Linked DNA regions of Mus musculus: regions 1 and 2 are each linked to region 3. A link is a contact called in public Hi-C data. All regions are on one chromosome and are shown on one strand. Each heading gives the region's core, a stretch centred on a gene start, on an enhancer-like site or on the middle of the called end of the contact. The rest is flanking DNA. Distances are from core to core; before and after follow the strand shown. Region 1 has its middle 86 kb from the start of Gm30313. Region 2 overlaps B3gat1 (beta-1,3-glucuronyltransferase 1 (glucuronosyltransferase P)). Region 3 has its middle 230 kb from the start of Gm39312.

The links. A called contact is a pair of places that touch in the nucleus more often than the background predicts.
Region 1: a contact with region 3 is called in a Hi-C map of cortical neurons, with 2.1 times the contacts expected there. The contact joins two enhancer-like sites. A contact is called at or near these places in 7 of 484 Hi-C or Micro-C datasets (cerebral cortex, cortical neurons, forebrain and 1 more).
Region 2: a Hi-C map of cortical neurons shows a contact between it and region 3, with 1.7 times the contacts expected there. The contact joins two enhancer-like sites. A contact is called at or near these places in 7 of 484 Hi-C or Micro-C datasets (cerebral cortex, cortical neurons, uterus and 1 more) and 1 of 9 other capture datasets (embryonic stem cells).

The regions. Positions count from the first base shown.
Region 1 is chr9:26,633,431-26,637,183 of GRCm38.p6, forward strand. No RefSeq gene overlaps it. Among named protein-coding and RNA genes, the nearest start is that of Gm30313, 86 kb to the left of the region's middle. Within about 2 kb of position 1,996, at least 6 of the 459 cell types and tissues checked have an H3K27ac peak or open chromatin away from gene starts, as enhancers often do. A contact at or near this core is called in cortical neurons and ventral hippocampal neurons, where this site is marked.
Region 2 is chr9:26,758,471-26,761,880 of GRCm38.p6, forward strand. B3gat1 (beta-1,3-glucuronyltransferase 1 (glucuronosyltransferase P)) reads left to right here. Exons shown (of 7, transcript NM_001310766.1): 7 at 679-2,880. Among named protein-coding and RNA genes, the nearest start is that of B3gat1, 26 kb to the left of the region's middle. Within about 2 kb of position 1,866, at least 13 of the 459 cell types and tissues checked have an H3K27ac peak or open chromatin away from gene starts, as enhancers often do. A contact at or near this core is called in cortical neurons, where this site is marked.
Region 3 is chr9:26,262,822-26,266,386 of GRCm38.p6, forward strand. No RefSeq gene overlaps it. Among named protein-coding and RNA genes, the nearest start is that of Gm39312, 230 kb to the left of the region's middle. Within about 2 kb of position 2,195, at least 9 of the 459 cell types and tissues checked have an H3K27ac peak or open chromatin away from gene starts, as enhancers often do. A contact at or near this core is called in cortical neurons and ventral hippocampal neurons, where this site is marked.

The DNA of each region.
Region 1 (3,753 bases), core at 746-3,245, 370 kb after region 3:
GGGTTGGTCCTATCTCCCTGGAGCCCCCACTGCCATCTGGTGGGAAAACAGGCTCTGTGCCCCAGTGCTCTCAAAATTCATGAGCCCCACAGGCTCCCTCCATGTGGACCTAGCTAAGTTCTCTCTGCCACCCTCCCTTTCTTGTTCTTAATTAAGATTCCTTCCTTCCAGATGGCAATGTGCCTTACTCTTCTGTCTTCTTTGCTTCTCTGATGGAGGCAGAGTGATGATTCTGTCTTATTTTAAAAGGTGTAGGAGGGCAGAGTGTATATCTGTGGGAATATCTTATTGCTGAAATCACATTTCCCCCAAAGTATTCATGTATACTAGATAGATGTACAAGGAAGAAATGGAAGGCACTAGTCCTACTTTACAGATGGGGATTTGAAGTCAATTCAACCCAGGTTTCACACCTATAGTAATACTACTATTGGCAGCTTTTCTGCAAATGAATGCTTATTGCACTATCATAATAAGCACAGGTATGTTTCATGTGGCCCCCATGTAATCCTTCGAGGTATTAGTCATTATTGAGAGTTATCACAAATACATCATAGCTTCATACTTTCCAAGTCCTGTCCCTATCTCATTTAATCCTCCAAACTATCCCATGGTTATCACAATATCAGGTGTAAACTCAAATCCATGACTAGTGCCACACTTGCTGTGAGTTTTGACATCATAGATTTCTAAGATGATGATTTCACCCACTCCAATCTCTGACCACCTAATGGTCCAGCATGCTCATGAGACATGCAAAGCATTCTGTTGTTTCTGCAGTTAAATGCTACAACCTTCGGGGCTTGAATGTTCCCATTTCTGAGGTCCATGTCATGAAAACATAGTCGTCAAATTAATATGTTCATGGAAGCTGGAGCTGTGCCCTTTGGGTGCAATTAGGGCTAGATGAAAATATAACAATAACACTGCCATGAACGTTAAATGGATTTATCTGAAAAGGAAGGGTGATTTGTGCTATCATGCTTTCCCTGTTTCACCATGTGTTGCCCTCCACCATGTTATGATATGACACACAGGATGGTCTTATCTTCATATTAATCATAATATTAATGGGTTTATCAGAAAAGGAAGGTTGACTTGTGCTATCATACTTTCTTGGTCTCAGCATGCAATGTCCTCCACCATGTTATAAAGGAGCAAAAAAAAAAAGCCCTTAAGAGATGTTGACATCTTCATCTTAGATTTTGAGCACCCAATATTGTGAGAAATAAACTCCTTTGTAATTCACCCTGCCTATAGTTTTCTGTTAGTGACTAAAAAACAAAATTAGGTAATCTCCTGCTTTCCCATGAGCTCTCGGGACTGATGACTTTTTTTTCAAGATTGCACAGTCTAATTCGAATTTGAGAAGAATCCAAAACCACAAGTTGTAGTTCTCTGTTAGTCATTGCCTTCAGATGGGCCAAAGTAGGATGCCATAGAACAGATCTCTAGGAGCCCTCTGGGTCTCTGTGGGTCTGTCTCCTAGGCCCTTTGAACACTCTCAGAGGTAAGGGTGCTTCTCAGAGCACCTGCCACAGATGTCTTCTTTTTGCCTTTGAATTGTTTTGCAACAGGAATATGTATCCAGACAGTTCTGGGCTAACATCGTCTTTCTGGAGAACAGGGAGTGATGGTGTAAAGGAACTCAGCAAGGGCATTGGCTAACAGCTAAGAGGAACAGTTAGGGTATGTAGGGAAAAGACAACAAATCCTGGCAGAAGTACATGCTTCCTGCCTATTTTCCCAGGCTCAAGTGAGAAGAGCCACGATGAAAAGGGAAGGTCAGGGAAGATCTGTCCATGATCCTTAGGAATGCCCTTAAGACTCTGGGCTTGTTTCTCAACCTGTGGGCACTGTGACCATTTTAAGACAGAGGTGGGTGAGCTGCAGATGACAAAACTAAGTGCCAATCTCCTTCCAGCCACCCAAAGAGCCTGATGCCAGAAGGAATGGAGGAGGCACCATATGCTTGGTGCAAGCTCTTCAGCTTGCTTCATTCTCCACAAGCTGCTTTCTTGACAATGTGTGTCTGCCTGTCTCTTTAGGAGACTTGAAGAATGAGATACATATTCATTCATCACCCAGATGGGAAAGCAAGCCAAAAACTTCCCTACAGTGGCTCACCAGCTCCAGAGAACCAGTCCTTCTGGCTACTAGAAAACATTGCTTCTCCAGAAGCTGGCTACTTCTGAAGGAAAGAATGAAAAAGGTGCTTGATATGACCCCACTAGTAAATAATGAAAAAGTGACATCCAGGTAGGATGGAGTCACAATAGACAGCAGGTGGAAATGATAGTCATGCCTTGTTGTCATGTTCCATGGATTTCTCACTGGGTGTGTGAAGACTGTATAAGCAGGACTCACAGTTTTCTGCTAGTTTCCAGACCACAAAGCAGCCAACTGATAAAAGATTAAAGAATGTAACTATTGACTCAGTAAAAAAAAAATCACAATTATACTCTGAAGAGGTGAGAAATTTTCCACTCAGAAGTTTAAGCAGCGATGTGGATTGTCAGACAGGAAGTGATGAGTGAAACAGGTGATGAGTGAAGAGGTAGACTGATCAAGATGAGTGTCTCTCCTTGCTGAAACTGAACTTCAGGCTCCAGTCCCTAGGATTTGACTCAGTTGAGCTGGTCCCACTGCTTACCCATTAACTAGCTCAGAAGCTACTGCAGAGAGCCAACATATACCCTGATAATGCCTCATCCAAGCCGCTGGCTGCAAAGAGCACACAATGAAGCCAGGAGATATGACAAACTCATAAATGATTAGAGGCCAACAATTGATCCATCAACATGGCCAATATGTCTGATACAACACACCCAACAAAGGGCATGATACTGGGGTTGTGAACAAATGGAGAGGTGGGCAAGAGGAATCTTCATAACCAACCCAAGAGAAACGTGCATCCTATTTAGATTGTTGACAGTTTTGTAGGGAGGGGTAGGCAGTGTTAAAATACTAAGAGGCTGTGCATGGTGCATGCCTTTAATCCCAGCACTCAGGAGGCAGAAACAGGAGGATCTCTGTGCATTAGGGGCCAGCCTGTCTACATAGGGAGTTCCAGGACAGCCCAGACTACATAAGGAGACCTGACTCAAAAAATATTAAGAAGAGAGAGCCTTAATTTCTGACAGTAAAGGCTGACATCTGTTCATATTTCAGAGCGGTTCCTGCTTCATTTCTTGAGAATTATCTCTTTGTTTCCTTGGCTATTTTCCTTTCAGTGTTTCTTTTATTTATGAGGCTCTTTGGGGAGACTGGGGAAACTTTGACCTTCATCAGCCATCAGAATTCCAAATATCTTCTCCGATTTTGTTGTTTGGATTTGTTTATGGTACGATTTACTTTGCAGGATTTTTGCCGGTTCTTACATAATTAAAATTGCCACGATTAATGATTTCTAGCTTTTATTTGTTTGTTGAATGTCATCCTTAGAAAGTCCTGCCCATCCGGAGACTGCAAATAATTATGCATGTTTTAATTTTTCTTATAATTACATGGTTTCATATTTTAACCTTCAAAATGTTGATCCACTTGGAAAGTGTATTGAGACGTCTATTAATATCCTAGTTGTAGCTTCAACAGCAATTTCCTCAGCCAGTTGCATTATTATGCCAACACCACTTACTCAATAAACCATCCTTTTCTCACTAATTTAAGGGTAGTGGAGAGAGTTCCTTCATGTCGCTCTAAATTTCTCCCATACATCTGGTGCTATTTTGAGACTTTACATCCTGTGCCATT
Region 2 (3,410 bases), core at 616-3,115, 500 kb after region 3:
AGCCAAGGTGCCACATTTCTGTTTGGCCTAGTGACATTTCTCTGCTCCTGGCTTTTTCTTAGGTGGAGAGCACTGAAATCAATCTCTGCCATGTAACAAATCCTATGCAATAGATCTTTTTTTTTAATTGTTTATATCCCTTTCAATTAGGTCAGAGTATCTGCCTACACTTTAGAGGTGACAGTGCTGTCAGAAAAGCTAAACAACGTGCCCAAAGTGACACATTAACCCAAGAGATTTATGCTAAATGATTGGCCAAGCAAAATATTTTTATGGGGCCTATTGTGCTCTTGCCTCTTGTATCCACTGCTCCAGAATTTGCTACTCTAGACCCTATCACAGATCCAGGGGCTCGTAGCAGACAATTACATTAAATTTTTGCCTTAGTACATCTGCAGACATTATGTTTCTGGGACTACAGGGTGTCATCCTGAATCCTGAAATCCTTGGCCAGTGCATCTTAGAATGCCTTGGTCCAAAGCTTCATCCCATCTTTTGCCCTTATATGTTACTAGAAGAACTGCTACCACTTGCTTTTCAAAAATGTCTCCAAGGGGAACCCGGGAGGCACCATGGCGTCCACTAGGGGCTTGGAATCAAGCATTCTGTTCTACTTGCAGCTCCAGCTCCACCTTGCCCCAAGCTGACACCCCTGTTGTTCCTACTTTCCCCACACAGGAACCTCCTTCTCAGACCCTGATCTTGGCCTGCCATCCTCTCCCATGGCTGATAGTCACTCTGAGGCAGACTCCAGAGGAACAACTCTTATGTATTCCGAGGGCTTCCAAGAGAGCCCAGCTTGATGTCAGGATAAAAGACAGAGAATTTAAGCACAGAATCCCAGACCTGTGGTCCTCTACAGCAACATGGCCAGGGGCTTAAAAGACCAGAGAGCTGGGGATTCCGGTTGCCAGCCAAGCCTGTGCTCGGCACATCTCCTTGGAAGCTTCCTACATTGATGGGGCTGTGTGAGCAGGGGACCCTGCCTTGGAGTGATACTGGGGTGAGGGAGGTCAGAAAACCCTACTGTGGAGTGCAGCATGGCTCTCCATGGCTCCCTGCTCTTGGGCCTAGCATGACTATACAGCATGTGCCCAGCCAGGACATTCTGAAGACCAGAGAGCAGCCTGGGGCATGAAGATGCCCCAACACTCCTCTTTCACACCTGCTCTTCCTCAGAGCTGCTCCCAAATCAGAAATACCTCTGGCTCTCCTCTGGTTCATGTTTACAGGACATAAGGCTGTCTTGGATCCCACCTGGCACCCTACCCTGCATTGGGGGAGCCTGGGCCTTCCTACAGCTCCCCCTGTACCTCAGGCTGTAGGAGAACAAAGCCCTTTCCCATGTCCCTCAAGCCTCCTGCGCCAGAATCGGCAAGGTGGTGGGCTTAGAGCCAGCACAGGTCATAGATCGACCTGGATTAAGAACCAAGTCACCCCAGTGTCCCCACTGCCTCTCCAGTACCCCTGGGCTGCAATGCCCCTTGCTGGGTTTGGACTGAGGAGACAATTGCCCTCTTCCTGAAACCCCTAAGAATCACAGATCTCGGGGCGCAGATAACAATAATAAAGAGGCAGAGCTCTTCCTGAAAAAATGTGAGACCCAGCAATCCCAGTCCTTTCCTGAGCCGATTCTGTGAGGGCTGCATTAGAATGGGCTCAAGGTCAAGAGCAGGAAATGTCTACACACTGAGAGGAAGGGCGACCTGAGCACATACTGCTTTAGAAATCACTCTGTCTCACACAAAATGGGAAAGCTTGCAAAGCCAACCCGCCTCGTGCCCACTGCCCCTTCTCCACCCCGGACAGAACAGTATGCTCACGCTGTTGCACCTACCCAGCCGCCCAAAAGAACCATCTGCCTGGGTGTTCAGCATCTGAGAGGCCCCTGGTCCTGGCTACATGGGGCCCTCTGGTGGTAATCTCACTCCAGCTCCTACAAGTTGGAAGCACAATTTTCCTCCCAAGTGGGGGAAAGGAAAGGGCGCAAGCCCACTGAAGAGGCGTTTATTTTTTAACTGCTAACAGCTCCCCCCACCCCGCACCTTCCCCCAGTTCCCCCTCCCCCCGCGCTCCATTAAAACTCATAGGACAGGCCCGGGAGTCATTCCGAATCCACTCTCGGGTGGATGAGACTCAGTCCACACATCTAACTTTCAGAGAATAGCATCAGCTGCCTATGTTGAAATGAATTTAACTTCTCACAGTCTTCAGGACACCACCTGATGGGATCAGACCCCACAGCCCCCTGTAGGACATCTCCCCCTAGCCATTTATACTTTGGATATTGTTTTGGAAATTTACTCCTTGGCATCAAATGAGAGGCACCGGGAATTTATCCGATGGGTGAATTTATGTCTGGGCACCCTACTGCTCATTCATAGAAACTGTCAGTGAATGCCAAGGTCAAACGGGCTGCTAAGGCTGCCTTCTTAGCCAAACTCAGTGCTCTTTTTAGGAAACTGAAAAAAAACAAAACAAAACAAAACAAAAATGGGGATTTTTACTTTTCACGTTTTGGCAGATGCTACTTCAGTTGTTTTCATGTAATGTCCTCCCTTCACTGCATGTGTATTTATTTAAAATTATAACCCTGGTGGACTGCGGCCTTCATCTCTGTTGGGAATGAGTTTGTTGCAAATCAGAACTGGGTCCATGATGACAACTTTCCCTCCAAACCCAGGCTGCAACCCCGCTCCCTCGATGGAAAGCCCCACCACAGAAGAGTTAAGCCAGGGGTTCAGGAGCACCATGGGCAAAGGCTGGTGTGAGGGTGGGGCCCAAGCTGCTGCGCCATCTGGTCTGTTTTTATTTAACTGTATTTAATTTGTTTTCAAAATTAAAAGTCAAATATGGTTTTTAACAGTTGTAATCCTCTTCAGCCCCTGTCTTATTTTAGTCTTGTTTATTAATTGAACTGTCCAACAAATATTTACCAGATGCCTGCTATGAACAGGCATTCTTCAGGGACCCAGCACGTAGAGGTCTTCATGGGGCTTACCCACCAAATACAGGAGACCGTGATAACAATGCAGCATCTCAGATGTGAGCTGCTGTCGGGAGAACAGCAGAGCTACTGTCGGGGGAACAGTAGAGCTGCTGGGAAAGGTGGGAGGGAGCAATGGGGTGGGGGGGCTGGGGTTCCATGAAGCATAGAGAGAAAGTCCTTCTTCATACGGGAATGGGAACCAAACAGCAACATGCCAATGTGCAGCTGAGGCAGACAATCCAGATAAAAGTGAAGTGTCCCCAACTGCAGAGTTTCCCCCATACATATAGTTCAGCAAAAAAAAAAAAAAAAAAAAGCAATGTGACTGCAACTGATCAGGCCAGGGAGGGGTGGGAGTGGGGTGACATGGGAATAAGAAAGCCTGGGACCATTTGGCCTCCAAAACTAGGGTAAAGTTTTT
Region 3 (3,565 bases), core at 945-3,444:
GTCTGTGTTATGTCCACAAGCAGGCAAGAAATTACTGAAAATCCACTAACTACATTTAGTCAATAAAATTTTGCTACATAAATCAATTGTGAATGCATACACTTTTAATCCTGGCATTTCTGTGGCAGAGAGTGATGGGTCTCTGTGAGTGCAAGGCCTGCTTATTTTACACAGCAAAATCTAGGCCAGCAAGGTATACCTAGCCAGAGTGTTTCCAAAAACAACAACAATAATTGGCCAGTAGAGATAGAGGCATAATAGTTCATGCCTATAATCCTGACATTTGGGAGGATCACCATGATTTTGAGACCAGCCTGGGCTACATAGTAAGTAAAGTTCAAGTCAGAATTGCATAGCAAGACCTTATCTCCAAACCATTGAGAAATAGAAAGAAATTGAAGGAAATAAAGTAGATGGCATTCAGGTGATAATCTTGCAGTCATGCCCTCTTACTATTCACTGTTTGGCTAATAAAACACAAATTGACTTTTGTACTCTGAGTCCAGCTGTCTGACAGACATAATATTGTGCAGGAGTGTGGAATTCTGTTTCATCCTAGCATGGGGCATATGCATTGGCATCCCATTTTCACCTTTTGGGCACAGGATCCTGTTTTCTCATGGTACTGAATAGATGGGTGCCTACCTTTACCAACCCTCTGGTATCAGCCCACACATCTCTGTAGAACCAGCCATAGTGCAATATCCTATAGTCATATAGTTCTATAGGGTGGATGAGAGAGACATTTCTCCAAATGTTGGCCCCCTTCAACTAGCATATAATCTTAATTGTAATAAAACTCTCCATTTATTAGTCCAGTGATTTTTTTACACCTGAATGTATCAATAACAACTGTGAATTAATGACATTTAAATCAAATAACTGACCTTCTGAGCTCCATAATTTGTTATCCAATACAAAGTGGTCAGCCCTGACCAGTACACACAAACCATATTAAACTGCTTCGGCAAGTTGCATGTATATACTTATACATGTATATGTACATGCGTGTCTAACAATTACAATCAAAGAAAAACATGCTAATTTAAGAGGCAGTGATGGAGGTGACATGGGAGAGGTTTGAAAGAGATGACATGTGAAAGGTTAGAGGGAGTAAAGGTAAGAGGTAGAGTGAGGGAATTGTGTTTAAATTTATATATATATATATGCAAGAGCCTGTAGTCTGCCAAGTAGGCAGAGACAGCATTTCTTTATGGACTTTTTGTTTTTTCCTTTTTCAAGTTTCTGCTTGAGGTTTTACCCTGACTTCTCCAAATGATGAGATGTAACATGTATGCTGAAATAAACTTATTAACTCCTCAAATGTCTTTGTCAGAGTGTTAATCACAGTGAGAAAGGAAACTAAAGCACCACCGTAAAGGCATTCTGAAGTGTTCTTCTAGTGAGAAGTTACCTCCCTGAGACTTGTCTTCCCTTGTTCTCATTGCCATATTCAGTGGGGGATTCTTCAACTTCACCATGTAAGGGTTCTATTACCCTTCCCATTTCATAACACGTTGGGCATGGGCATCATTCTGATTTTCTCCCACAGCCTCCTGATAGGCCACTGTGCAAGAAGGAAATGTGGAACAGGGTGAGCTCAAGACACATTAGGAGGCGATTAGAGGGGAGTGGGAGGCGATAGGGAGAGAGAAGAAAAATACTGAGGCTCCTCTAGAAATTGTTGCCCTTTGTTGCTTATGTAGGGTTTTGCTGAGCTTATTTGAAGCCCAAGAGTTTGAAGATCCAGAAGTTCAAGATAATTTCTGTTCTTGCTCCACTATCTCTTTCTCCACACTTCAAGAAGCATGAGGAATGCTGTCTCCCTCCATGTGCTTGGAGCGTTAGACAGGACAGTATAGAATAGTGTGTGATTCTATGCAGACACCAGGCATCTATGTGCTTGTTCTGTTTATACTATGGAATATGAAACAGGGGCAGTCAAGACATTGCATCCAACACCTATGTGTTGGTGTTGGAATGTCTTCATTTTTAATTCTTATAACCAAATGGTGAGCATAGGTTGTTCCTAACCAGAGTCTGGTCCCATTGTGGGTGTGATAAGACTCTCCTGCAATGCTCTAGTGGCATCAGTCACTGGATGAAAGGTACTCAGATCCTCTGGCTGAGTTCTCTCAGGCTTCCTATAGCTGAGGGAGAAGGGCTTTCCTGCCATGGTTTTCACTGTTTTAGGAAATGTCTTTGAATGCTTGCTGTCTGCTTGTTAATAAGGGTGGTTTTCTTTTGGGATTGCTCCCACGCTGTCCTCTCTCCACCATCTGTTTCATCTCTCACAAATCTGGCTTACTGTTTTGTGAGGGTTCCCACTAATGGAAGATTGTAGCCTTACTATTCCTCTGTTCCACCCATTACCTCAGCCTAAACTTAGATAAACCACAGAGACTCCTTGAAACAAGCTTTGGGGTTAAGACAGAGTCTCCTTTCACCCATAAAATATAGAACATTTTAAAAAAAGCTCTTTCGAACAAATGACTCAAATTATCTTAGTTTAACCTTGATTGGAAAGCATGTATTTCAAGGTAGCGATGATTTACAGAAAATAATACACAGCCTCCAAAGAGAGCACACCATCTGGAAGACTTGCTTTAGTTCCAACTTTTGAAGAACTTAGAAATATTTAATGTCAAATTATCATAGAATATATTCACAGAGTAGAATGTGGCAATAATTGGACATGCATACACAGTACATAATGATTATCACAAATGAATCAATGAACAAATATGTCACCAATCCCACTCAGCTTCAGTTTTGCCAGAACTTGCTCATCACTAACTGAAAGCTAGCTCCCTCTGGCTGACATTGTACTGTTGTCCTAACATCTAGACTCTGGTAGCCACCATTCTGGACATTGAGTCTATAAGTCATACCACATTTGTCTTTCTGTGTCTGACTTATTTTTCGTGGTAACACATCTTTCAGGGTCATCTTTGAGTTGCACACGCTGTGATCTCCTTTTCATGACAATATATCCCATTGTATACATTACCTTCATTACATATTATGTATCTACTGATGAATCAAGAGATAATAAGAGTTGGCAGAGGCATAGATAAAAGGGAATCTTTTGTGGGGGTTGGGTGGTAATGTATATCCATGAGGGAAAGCAGCATGGTAAGTATGGTAGTTCCTCAAAATTGAATTGAAGCACATATGATGTATTATATGTTGGTGTTTTTCTTTGTTATTCCATTTTAGAGACCATCACATGGAATGGCTTTGCCAACATACTGGGCCTTCCATACGTAGCAAAGCCTTTCTGGAAACATTCTCAAAGACACATCCAAGGGAGTCTGCCTTTGCATGGTAAATCCAAGTCTCAACAATTGAGAATCAAGATCAACCATATCAGGAGTCTGTGAATTGTATATTAATAAAACTGTTTCTTCAATGTTTTTAAAACAAAGCAAAGATCAGTTGATTCTTAACTGTCACAGTGTTTGGTATCTCCAAGCAGAGGAAACAAGTTTCTACAAATGAAAAATCATGCTTAAGAAAATTAATTTGGTTTCTGGTAACCTATGGAAGTTCAATTTTCCCTTCT